2 separate regions of the Anas platyrhynchos genome follow, and region 2 is linked to region 1. A link is a contact called in public Hi-C data. All regions are on one chromosome and are shown on one strand. Each heading gives the region's core, a stretch centred on a gene start, on an enhancer-like site or on the middle of the called end of the contact. The rest is flanking DNA. Distances are from core to core; before and after follow the strand shown.

Evidence for each region. A called contact is a pair of places that touch in the nucleus more often than the background predicts.
Region 2: a contact with region 1 is called in a Hi-C map of liver, with 2.8 times the contacts expected there. The contact joins two enhancer-like sites. A contact is called at or near these places in 2 of 8 Hi-C or Micro-C datasets (liver and skeletal muscle).

The regions. Positions count from the first base shown.
Region 1 is chr24:6,803,833-6,810,270 of IASCAAS_PekinDuck_T2T, reverse strand. No RefSeq gene overlaps it. Among named protein-coding and RNA genes, the nearest start is that of CTPS1, 100 kb to the right of the region's middle. Within about 2 kb of position 3,175, at least 1 of the 8 cell types and tissues checked has an H3K27ac peak or open chromatin away from gene starts, as enhancers often do.
Region 2 is chr24:6,872,097-6,878,534 of IASCAAS_PekinDuck_T2T, reverse strand. No RefSeq gene overlaps it. Among named protein-coding and RNA genes, the nearest start is that of CITED4, 66 kb to the left of the region's middle. Within about 2 kb of position 3,909, at least 5 of the 8 cell types and tissues checked have an H3K27ac peak or open chromatin away from gene starts, as enhancers often do.

The sequences.
Region 1 (6,438 bases), core at 1,926-4,425:
TGCTGATTCAGTCTTGATGCCAGAATGAAGGCATAACCTGATGGTGGAGGAGCTGGTCACACTGTGCTGCAGGTCTCATCCTTCTGACCATGATCAGAATGGGCTGAATACACAAGAGAGAGCCAGAAGTCCCAGGAGGTACCATAAATCAATAACTTTGTTAACCCAATAATAGATAATAAATTAGCAAAGTTCAACAACAGAAGGTGGGGATCAAACAATCTGAGACCTAAAGTAAGGTGCAGGCATTAATAATTAGGCCTTGTAAGACATTCACAAGGACTGTGATTGACTGTGCTAACAGCCATTAAAGCAAGAGTGTTTAGTTGGGACATTGGAGAGAGGAGATGGAAAGGTAGTTATAAAGAAAAATGCCATCTGGTTGCTACAGCAAGATTGGACACAAAATATGTGTGGGCTGGCAGCCCCAGTGCTAACAGCATGCACAGCCGTAGCTGTGCCCCCTTGTGCCTTTGCCTTGCAGTACAGCTTGCATGCCCTGCTTGCAGGGAGTGCTGCACCCTGCATGGTCGCAGTGTGGGCTGGCTCTGCTAGATTTGGGTGCTATCACCGTGACACCCCAACGTCTTGCTCCTGGCTGCCCTTCCATCTCTTCTGTGTCTCTGGGAGTGCTGTGTGTGATTTTGCTTCCTGCTCTTGTGGTCTTTCTGATCCCTGTCTTTCCCATATTATCAGGCCTGAACATTGCCCTAATATGCAAGACTAAAGAATTTTGGAAAAGCAGAAAAATCATCAAGATCCAAAGTCAGCATCAGACATCCTTCAGCTCTGATTTTTGGGCACCACTTGTCCTTTTCGTGATGGCTGCCTGGATGTTCCCTGTTCTAGGGCGCATTTCCTCCTCATCCCCAATGCCTGCATGTCACCTCTGTGCAACAGTTGAGCACCACGCTGGTGTGCACCATGCTGTTGTATGCCATGCAGGCACATGCCATGCTAGCATAAAGCATGGTCTGCAGCTCTCCAGGGGCATGGCCAAGCTGTGCTAGCCTCTCCATTGCAGGGCTAGATGGGATCCACCCGAGGGTAATGAAGGAACTGGCATAAGGAGCAGATCACCAAGCTGCTTTCCATTATTTATCAGCAGCCCTGGCTGTCAGGGCGGGTCGCATTTTACTGGCAGCTAGCAAATGTGATGCCCATCTACAAGAATTGCTGGAAGGAGGATACAGGGAACTACAGGCCTGTCAGTCTGACCTCAGTGCTGGGGAACATTATGGAGCACATCCTCATCATGTGGCACTTACAGGGCAACTGGGTGATTGGGCCCAGTCAGCATGGCTTTATCAAAGGCAGTTCCTGCTTGACAAGCCTGATTGCCTTCTACGGCAAGGTGACATGCTCAGTGGACGAGGGAAAGGCTGTGGATGTGGTCTACTTTGATTTCAGTAAGGCTTTTGACAACATTTCCCTCAGCATTCTTCTCAAGAAACTGGCTCCTCATGGCTTGGATTGGTGTATGCTTCATTGGGTTAAAAACTGGCTGGGCCCAGTCATGGTGAACGGATTTAAATCCTGTTGGAGGCCGGTCATTAGTGGTGTCCCAGTCTCAGTATTGGGGCCAGTTCTCTTTGAGATCTTTATCAGTGGTCTGGACAAGGGGATCAAGTGCACCCTGTAGTTTTGCAAACACCAAGTTAGGAGTGAGTGTCGATCTGCTCGAGGGTAGGAAGGTTCTGCAGATGAATCTGGATAGGCTGGACCATTGGGCCAAAGCCAACTGCATGAGGTTCCATGAGGCCAAGTGCCGGGTCCTGCACTTGGGGCACAACGACTACATGTAATGCTACAAGCTGAGGGAAGAGTGTCTGGAAAGTTAACCAGCAGAAAGGGACCTGGGTGTATTGGTGGATAGATGGCTGAATATGAGCCAGCAGTGTGCTCAGGTGACCAAGAAGTCCAACAGAATCCTGATTGTATCATAAATATTGTGATAAGAAGGACTAGTGAAATGATTGTCCCCTGTTCTCAGCTCTGGTGACACCATACCTCAAATATTGTGTTCAGTTTTGGACCCCTCACTACAAGAAGAACATCAAGGTGCTGGAGCATGTCCAAACAAGGGCAACAAAGCTGGTGAAGGACCTAGAGAATAAGTCTGATGAGGAGCAGCTGAGGAAACTGGGGTTATTTAGTCTAGAGAAAAGGAGGCTCAGGGGACACCTTACTGTACTTTATAATTACCTTAAAGGAGGCTGTAGTGTGGTGGGGGGTTAGTCTCTTCTCCCAAGCAGCAAGCAATAGGACAAGAGGAAATGTCCTAATGTTGTGCCAGGGGATTTTTAGGTTGAATATTTGGAAAAAAAAATCTTAACTGAAAGGGCTGTGAAGCATTGGAACAGACTGCCCAGGGAAGTAGTTGAGTCACCATCCCTGGAGGTACTCAAAAGATGTGTAAATTTGGTGCTTTGAGACCTGGTCTAGTGGTAGACTTGGCAGTGCTAGGTTAACAGTTGGACTTGATGATCTTAGAGGTCTTTTCCAGCCTAAATGATTCTATGATGCACTGATGGCCCATGTACCAATGCCTCCTCTTCTTACCCACAGTTTCTCTGCCTTGATGCAGTGCTCATCTCTGAGAAGACTATTGGCATTGGTATGGGCAGGGGAGCATAGCAGCAGATGGACCTGTTTGCCAGCTCCTCTACTCAGCTGCAGGAATAGCAGTAAATGTACTTAATTCATATTTTGTTGGCATTCTACAAGGCTGGCCAGGAACATGCTGTGCAGCAGCTAAAGCAGAGTATTTTCTTTCCTATTGTTCTTCTTGTACTTGGTTTCTCATATTTCTGGGACAGGGGCAACTCAGGACCAGAGAAACAGGATCTTCAGGAGGTGAAGCATCATGTTAATATCAGTGTAGATGAGTTGTACTAGGACATTTTCCATCCACTTGGAAAGTAGAAGTTTGTTGTGCACTGACAGCTGAACTGAAACAGAGTTTTTGCACTCTAACAGTGTCATGCTTACTGTTTTTTTGTTTGTTTGTTTGTTTGTTTGTTTTTTTCTTCTTGAACACAGTGCCCTGTTCTATCACTAATGTTATTTTGTGCATCTGAAAACGCTGATTTAGCACTCTCATAGCTCTGGAGAAGGGAAGCAAAGGGCACGAGGACAAAAGTTGAAAGCTGTTAAGGAAGAAGCAGCAGACCAGGCAGAGCAGCTGCAGCTGTAAACCAAGTTCAGGCAGAAAATCTGAGGGCAACACTAAGACCACTCCTGAGGTTCACAACTGAGTGTGCCTCCACTGATCTGAGGCCTGATAAAAAAAGAAATAAAGTAACACATAATTAAATAACAGTTCCCCAAATCATGGATTACAGAAGCTATTCTGTAGTTACAAGCAGCTATGTGGCCCTAGAGAAAGGGGATTTAATCTGAGTTGTTCTCCTTCTCTTGTTATATACTTCTTTGCTATGTGATTTTGAAAATGATTTTGGTCCAGAGCTTTAATAACATATGAAGGAGAACCATGCAATTACTAAATGCCCCATGCTTTTGCAATGTTTTTTTGCACAGGAGTAGGTAATTGGTAGGAATTATATTCCCTTTTTGAGATTTTAAGATTTAGTAAGATTAACAGCTCTGTCCTCATAGTGGAGAAATGCTGCAAAAGATACAAAGAAATAAACATATATATTGAAAAACTCCATTGCTTGTTTTCTGAGAGCCTGTCCTGCTGACACAATGGTTCAGAGTCCTGAGTAGCTCCAGGCATTCTGATTGTTATGGTACCAACAGGGCAATGTTTCATCATTCAGGACGGAAATAACACAGGTGCAGAGGAAGAGGATTTATGCAAATATTTTGTTTCTTGCTTATAGAAGCCTGAATTTATCTTTACATTTTACCTGGTCAGAAATCCAGATCGTCCCCATTTATGGGCAGCTTCTCTATTTGGGGCAGCCATGAGGAGAGTTGTATTTGCTGGCCACTGAAGAGACAAACTGAAAAAAAGAAAATGAAACTTGACCAGAAAGTGTGATTTCCAAGAAAATGAATATTTGGGGTAGTTGAAATTTGATTTTCATCTGAACTGGGCTGAAAGCAAAACTTTTCTGCATTTCCTTTGAACAGGGAACTCTCCAGATGCTTCCAGGGCTGTGTGACAAACAGTTGACAGTCAGTGTCACTGTGTTCAGAGCACCTTTTGCCTAGACCTGGTTTCTCAGCACTTCCCAGTGTCCCCAGTCAGAGACGGACCCAGCTGGCTGGTTTCAACAGCGGTGGGAGCTGGGGCTTTGCAGAGAAGACAGAGTGGGGCTGGTTGCCAAGTACTGCCTGCCAGACCCACAGCCCTGGGAATACCAGGTCCACATGTGGTGCAGCCTGGCAACTAAGCTGAATCCCAGGCAGATTTTCCCAGCCTAAGATATTTCCAGGAAAAAAAGTGGGGATTTGAGAGCTGGTATTTTCCAACACAGAAAAAACAGCAGTTTCATTGCTAAGAGGCCCTAAATTGGGAGCAACTAGAAACCACAAATACTGCAGCTGTGAGAAGCCAAAGGTGCCTCATGAAGAGGGGTTGCCACAGTTTAGGTCTTGCATTAGCACCAGGCATGGTGTGCACACTATGCCAAGGGGACAAGGGGACATTGCCCTGCCCACAGCTGTCACCAGCATCCACTAGCACGCCTAGCAGGCTGGTCCCACCATTGGCACCACAACCAAACTGGTTAACTGCTTTAGGAAACTTCTCCATTTTCTTGACAGTTTATTTATTTTTCTAATAAATATATTGTGCAATCAGCTTGTTATGATCAGTTTAGTTTCTCTGGGTTTTGTAAGGATTAAAGATAAGAAGTTGTAATAAATGTGGTTCTTTGAGGAGGATTAAATTATGCTTTTTTATAGGTAGTGCTGTATTATGATAAGGATTAAAAACATTCACTTCTTAAATATTGCAATAAATCTATTGGAGATCTGCTGAATCTTTCAGTGCAGGACATTTCTGGAAGATCTCCACAATCAGAAGAGATGACTCGTGTTGCTTCTGCGACTGGCTGAATATCATCCCATGGATTCTCCCAATTCTATCCCTGAGTCCAATGAATTGGGCATGCCTTTTAAAGCCTTGCAGTCTTTAAATAAAAATCTTACCTGTTGGAGAGTGCATCATGTCCTAAGATCAGGTATTCCTCAATTCACCCTTTAGCCTGTTCATAGATAAATCAAATACATTGAACACCTTTTTCACCATGAGACAAATTTCAAGAACTTAATTTGAGAAGCCTATTTACTGAGTGCTGTTAATGATGGTGTGTGACCTCCATAGCCATCTTTCAGTACGTATCTGCCATTCCTTCAATTTGTAGGAGGGTAACAGCTCTCTAATCACCTTGTTCTTTTTATTATTTTTTCCTATCTTGTACATCTTTCATGACATCTCTAGCTCTATTAAAAATATCAACGTCCTATGACAGCATCCATTTGCAAACCCTTGGTTGCAGGTTATTGGAGCTGTTTAACTTTGAAGTGTTTAAGCAATCAGTTAAACTCTGTTTTTCTCAATCACAGCTTCACACCTTCTCTTAGTGGCGGAGCAGACACTTCTGTGTTATCTCAGCTTGGTAGGAAAGTATCTCCCACTTTGCAGATGCTAGCAAAACAGTTTACAGAATTCCTTGGAGCTGTGGAAAGCACAGTACACTGCTAGCATCAACCTGGTAGTTTCCATCTAATAAAGAACCTGTGAAATTTTCATAATACATAGTTCCTTCAAATATACCTTAACATTTCCACCTCCTAGTCATTATCCTTGTGTCTATTTGATTTTCATTTGTTTTATAGTCCACTGGATGCATTCGTAACATGGATTTTATTTTCTGACCACAGTACGCTTTCACACACCTGTAAGGTGTTGCCAATATTCAGGCTGAAAGAAGGCAGCCAGCTGAGATTGCTAAGACAGGAATCCAAGGACTTCCATTTCACATGTGAATTTGTGGCCAGTTATTCTGGTTTTGTGCAAGCCTTTCTTGGCCATGAAAAGGGTTTGAAAAATGGATTTTAATATTAATTTTGGTCATTCAAATATTGATTGTTGAAATTGAGCTATATTTAATCTTGACAAACTAAGTGAGCATTTAAAACTTTCCCAGTGTTTACTTTTGGTAGAAAGCTGAACATTCCTACTTACATGAACTAATCCAACCACAAGTCACTGTACAGTGACCCTAACTAATGCCATGTGGTGGCCATACCTTGTGAGCACACATGGTGACGTAGGGCCACAGCTGGCCCTGGAACCACCAAAGACTTTTAGAAGTATTATCCAAAATCTTTGCAGTTCATCTAGTCACTGTCTGCCCCAGCTTATAGCTTTGTCCCAGGTCTTCTCACTGGACAAACCTATGCTTCAGACCTCACAGACTCTTTTCAGGGCAAAAGGGAGAAGCAGAAGTCTGTGGGGCCATG
Region 2 (6,438 bases), core at 2,660-5,159, 68 kb before region 1:
TCCCTCTCAGGAGAGCTTAATATAAACATGATCAGTCCTGCTTTGCCTTGCCTGGGGAAATCTCAGTGCCCGTATAGAGGGGACAACCCCACACAAGCATTACACCCCCTCTCCACCTGGAAGGGTGAGAACTAGCTTCAGGCCAGTCACATTCCCAAGTTGGGCTGGGGACAACCCAGAGCCACTGGCCCTTCATATGTCCCTGTCCTATGGTGACTTTTTGCTATTGCTCTGTGGATTAAAGATTTAAATGCTGAGTGAGGCAGAAAAAAAGGGAGAGGGAATGCCTTTGTACATTGCTGAGTCAGGCTCACCTGGAAGTGAGATGCTAGATTCCAGAGGTTTGCCCATGAATAGGTGAGTGGAAAAGCATAAGCAGGAGTGAATAAGCCCTGTTGTGTGGGTTATGCAGCTGAAAAATGAAGAAAAGGGGGCTTTGAAACAAGTCCAAATCTCCTGATGTGGGCTCTCAGCTTCCTAGGTGCGTGGGTAGGTAAAAGATAACTGTCACTTGTCCTCTGGCACTGCAAGCCTACATAATAAAATCTTTTTCAGCAACTTCATGCAGCAAGTTAAACCCCAATATTGAACTTTAAAGGGACTAAAATCACATTTTTTAGCGAATAAACTATTTGCCAAATCAACATTTAATTGCCCAGTCCTGTCCCTATTAGCTGCTGAGCCCTTTAGAATATGGCTAGGGAACACCTCCATGTACCTCGTACCAAGTCAGCCCCTTCAGAGCAGAGGTGAAGAAAAACACACCCCTGAGCTGACAGACTCTAAACACTGGAAAATAGTCCCAGTGCCAAGGCTGCTTTTCCAACTGGGAATTACCCTTCAGGTAACAATTATGAGAATCTATGTGGGAAGAACTAAAAAAACCCAAGCCCAACAGTCCTTTCATGGGAGTTCTGAAATAAGGTGTTGGTACCTGGAGTCCACATATGTGGGTTTTACTAGCCTGCCATTAGGAGAACAACTCAAGATCCCTGTCTGGCCTTCATGGGTTCAGCACATCTTGCCCAAGGCTTCCCAAGGGTGTCTGTGCATTGACCTAAGGTTTGCCTCCAGCCTAAAACCTTTGGGACCAAGAAATTAGGCTCACCGTGCCTATGCACCCAAAAGAAGATCGGTCTCCTTGTGAACTTTGAGCACATGTAGTCATGGACAACACAAGCATTTCTGGATGGGAACTTCACAAATTATTCCATTTCAGCTAGAGCCTGTCATTTTTCTAATGGGATAGGAGACAAGTGGGAAGTCACACCAGTGCCTGCACATGACTTCCACAGGCCTCTTGCATTGGATGCCTAGACCATCAGAGGAGACCAGCCTACGTATCTTCAACATAAGTAACAGCCTGGGAGCTGCCTTCAATAAGAACAGCAGATAGCCTGTCCTATGCATCCTTGACCATGTCCTGCTGCTTGTTGGTTGTAATGTTCTGATGGGTCCCTAGCTAAAGGTGAGTGCATCCAACAGGGGAATATCTTGCCACAGGCCAGCATGGTCCACTGCCATGAAGTGCCAGCACAGAAGGGATTTCTGCTCAGACCCCACAGTGAAGGTCTGTGTGTGCTTCACGACGGAACCTTGGTATGGTATTCACAGGCTCCTGGATCGTTCTGTGCAGTGTAGCATTGCAACCCAGCACAGTTGGGCAATGGCTGGCAGCAAGGAGAGGGTTGCACAATCTTCACTTGCACAAGTCCACGCTGCTTCAGGGGAGTGTTTGTCTGTGAACAGCATTGGACAAATTGAAGTTGCATAACTCCAACCCATGCTACTTTGGACTCTTTCGTTTTATATTTTTTTCTTTTCCATTTTTCCTATTGGTTTTCCTCTTTCCTTTTCTCTGTGTTGTTTCTACTTAAGAAACCCTGGCACAGACTGGACACGTTGTCCCTCTCATACCCCAGCATCATGCCTGAGTATGATCCTCAAACCTGTCCACTTCTCAAGGCTGTTTCTTTCCATGCCTGTTGCAAGACTGGTCATTGCTTCCAGCTGAGGATTTTGGGACTCTTTCTGTTCTGTCTTGACTTTGACACAGAGGACTGCAAAGGTCAATTTGTCACTAATGGCCACAGAGTAGTTGGGTCCATGCCACAAAAGCTGAACCTGCAAAAGAGGCCTAAAATGCATCTGCACACTGCAGTCACCCATATGCAAATTGCAAAGTGCAGGACAACCTAGGAAGATTTCCTAGGAAATGTGATATTATGTGTTCACAAACACAGCTTTGCACTTTTTTTTTTTTTTTTTTTTTTTTCTCCCCACTGCATAATGTGCATCAAGTTGGAAGGCTCAGGTGGGGGGAAAAACATTGCCTCACCAAACCTCTCCCATTACCTGAGCCACAGCAAGGGAAACAGCAAATGCCTTTGTTGCTAAAATGGAAGCTGACTTTGGTGCTCTATCAGCCCAGCTGAGGGAGGAGGGGCTGGGGCAGAGGATGAAAGATGAAGACTAAAAAGGGTAACAAAAATGCAGCTTATAATAGATCTCTAGGTTTTCTGTCACTGCAGAGAACAAGGTATTTACCACACAGCTATTGTTCCCAGAGATTCCTGCAGGACAGAAGCACATCTATATTCATACATGGGGATGGTCATATACACCTTCCATGTCTGAAAAGGTTCCTTGCTGCAATATTTAAATACCCGTTGCACTATCACTGTTAGATCTGAGCGAATAATCCACAATGAATAATGTATCCAATGAATCCATCCCTGCTAATTGTGGAATATTCACGAGCAGATGGCAATTCTAGGCAGGTTTTTTCACATTTCTTTTTTCTCTGCTCTGTGGACGGAGCTTTGCTGTAAGTAGGTGATATTTGAAATTCAAGCTGTGTTTCTAAGTTACGATTGGCCAGTTGTGACATGATGGTGTCCCTCTTTCTGCATTGGCCGAGCGTACAAAGTACTTTGGATACAAATACTCGCATGTGCAAATTTAAAATTCAGTTTCCATGGTTACTCATGCATGCAGCTTTGAACTTCACTTTTCTCCAACATTTGTGCTAGTAAAACTCATTCAGTCGAAGGTTCATGGAAAGTGAACACAAAAGATGCATGAGGCTATATTTGCATGCTCTAATATAGATGATTTCTCTTCGAAAATCTCAGCCTGGATATTCATTGGGCTTTTCTGCCACCTTCTCTGGTGTCTGCTTTCATGGGCTTCAGCCTACAGGAATTTTCTTTCCCAATATTATCAACCTTTGTGACTTCAGTTTTAGCATCACAAATACATGCACAGCTGGCTGATATCTCTATCTGCAGGTAGATACAAACGTCTTGTAATCAGTTCTGCATTGGGCAAAGCAGTTTATTTTTTCTTGCAATTTAAACCTCAATTAGTTTTGCAAAATCAGATTTCTCTCCTTGTTAATCCAATGTCATTCAGAAATAACAAGGAATTAGAACAGGTTCATCTTTGTTTTGTAGCAATGATATAGAGAGAGAAGAGAAAGAAAATTAGCAAGAATTTTAAAGTCAGGGTAGCTGGAAAGAGCTGAGCTGATGGGAAAGTGAGTTTGTTTTGGTTTTGAAAAGAGCAAACAAGACGTCAAAGTCAGAGTCAGAGTGCAAAGCCCTACTGTACATGAGTCATGAGGGTGTGTATCTGTCCCTTTCAAGATCTGAACACATACCTTTAACTGCCGATAAAATACCTGGTTTGCATTATTTTCACAAACACCTTCCTTGATTGTGAAAAGAACTGAGTTTCCAAAAACTCCCCCTTCCCTCCCACTCTGGGACAGTTTAATAAAAGTTATTTTTGTTTCTCTGGCTATCACGTGTCTTGTGCAATATTTCTGTAGCCTCTGGACAAACACATGAGAGAGAGCAAAGGTTAACCGCGATTTATGTCTGGGTTTGTAATTGCACTGTGGGAGCAGCATGGTGGGGAACATGCCTGGCTGGCTGCGGGTGCCTGTCATGCACAGTGCTTCCAGCACGCAGCCCATGACAAAAAGGCTCAGGCAAAAGAAAGCAGCGCCACTTTCACTGCCAACCAATAACCAGTGTTTCATTAGCATGTTCTGTCTCTACTTCAGACTGACAATAAATTAAAGGCATTGGTTACAGGGTCAGACCATGGCTGAGCCCTGCCTCTGAGCCCTCGGGTCCTCCCAGAGTTCATCTACAAGCGGCTCTGCTATTTGCCTTTGCGATGGTGCTGGCTTTAACCCTACTGCACAGCAACAAGTTGCAGGTCTGGAGGGTGAATGGGGACAGGGAACAACGTGCACCCAGGCTCAGCTGGGGAACAGATCAAAGCTGCAGGACTGGGAAGGCAGCGGATGTTCAGACAACTATTTGCACCTGGGAATATTCACATCACGCTCCAGTGCTGGGAAAACACCCCACTGCCCATGCTCAGTGCCTGACCTTTTTAACTATTCAGAGTGCAAAACCAAATGGCTTTAAAGTGCTATCTGCTCTGAAATGGGTGACAAAGCATAACAATGACCCCTTCTTATTCAGCAGATGTGATCGCTAGTCACTTTGTGCCCAGCTGTGTGTATTCAGGCTCAGAGCTGTTGACTTTAGCAAGAAAATGACTGCTGTTGCCCTGCAGTTTGCCAAGCTGCCCCTTGGAAAGCCCTGAGTTGTGTTCCTCCATGTGCTGCAGCACTGGAGCTGTTCCCAAGGGCTAGCATCTCCCATCTCTCCTAAGGTGGGGAGACACAGGGTGTCCCTTGCACCTTGGGCTGTTTGGAGGAATGGAGGCGGGCACCACCGTGCTGAGGACCTGGTGGTTTAAATACCTGAGTTGAGCTCAACTGTCCTGGAGCATTGAGTTAAGTCCTACAAATGTGGTGTCATTCCTGCCCAACTTTAGATATTTAGAAATCATATGGGCAGTCCTGAATGGCAGAGGACCAACTGAAAAATCAAATGAATGCCGAGGTGGCAACATATAACTTAGCTTGAGGAGAAGAACAGCAAGGAGCAGGGTGCTTGTGATGAGCTTGTGTGCAGCTGGAGCACAGTGGAGTCTTAAGTCGGGGTGTCCTCTCCCTCCACACTCCTCCTTGGGCAGGGGTTGCTGTTACAGTGGAACTGGTGGGTTTTGGTAATAGTTGCTGACAAAATTGTCATCAGTTGCCTTGTGGGCTGAAAATCACTTTAAACCCCTGGTTGCACAATCTAGGTTTCTCAAGACTTTCCCGAAATTGCCTCTTTGGCACTAGGGAAAAGTCTGAGAATTTCAGTGTGAGAGGAAATTCCCTCCAAAAACCCAGAGAGATTCGAAGAAAAGAGAGCTCTCAGCTTTGCTGATTGCACTTCTGCTGTTTGTTGCTAGCAGATGGTGGAGCAGCTTTGCCCTTTGGCCAGGACGGTGGGAGACAAAAGTCCCTGGCCTGGGACACGGCAGCAGGAGACAGGAGCAGAGTTTGGAGCAGACACATGGTGCGTCCCCTGCAGCCTCTCATCCTCTTTCCTTTCTCCATGTGGTGGCATCACCTGGTGAAGGGGGACAATACACTCCCCATTTTGGTTTCCCATCTTCCCCTGGAGATCTACTGCTGAAGCCATCTGCCCAAAGGAGAAGAGAACACAGGACTGCTCCAGGCTCACACTCCCTCCTCTTCCTCTGTCCCTTGGGGCTAAAAGCACCAGCCGTGTGACTGCCTTTGTTTGCCAAGGCACTGCTGGCCTCACTCAGTCTTGGCTGAGGCTGTAGGAGGAGGGGCTGCCCAGCAGCAGATGGTCCTGATGGAGGGGCTTGGCTGGGTGGGCTGGGAATGCCTGCCTGGGGGGACCCCTTTCAGTGCTCGGATGGGGGAGGTTGCCTGCCCCTCAGACAGTGAGCTCCCAGAGGAGCACTGGATGGGATTACACTGCTATTCATCTAATTGCAATTGTATTGGGAGCAAAGAGACAGTACTTCTGTCCTCCGAGGATGTTTGGCCATGCACAAAGGCAGCCTCCTGCTGCCTGCAGACCTGCTTGGCTGTGTCCCGCTGCGCACACCGCATGGCCAGCCTCAGCTCTCGCTCCCCACAGGGAGTGCGTGGAGGCTGCACTCCCTCACCCTGCATTGTTTGGTGCTGCATGCTGGCCACACCGTGAAACCCACAGCTTGCTTGAAGCCTCCAGCAGGAGTGTCCCACATCACCAGCACCATGCCAGCCCAGCCCTCATACCCACATCAGGCACAACTTCCCAGCAGAGTGCGAAAAAACTGCAGTGTCATTCTGGGCTATCTCTCTGAGGTTAAAGCAATTCACGGCTCCCACCCTGCTGAGGATGGCCCGCCTGTACTTGCAGCCTGGAAGTCATGTTTGCAGGTGAACCTCCCTCAGGAGGTGTAAACCCACTGAAGCCCAGGGAATCTGTAAATCAGTGCAAGTGAGTAAATGGAGAATGAGGAGGGTAAAAAAATATATATATAAAAAAATCACACCCCACCCATGAG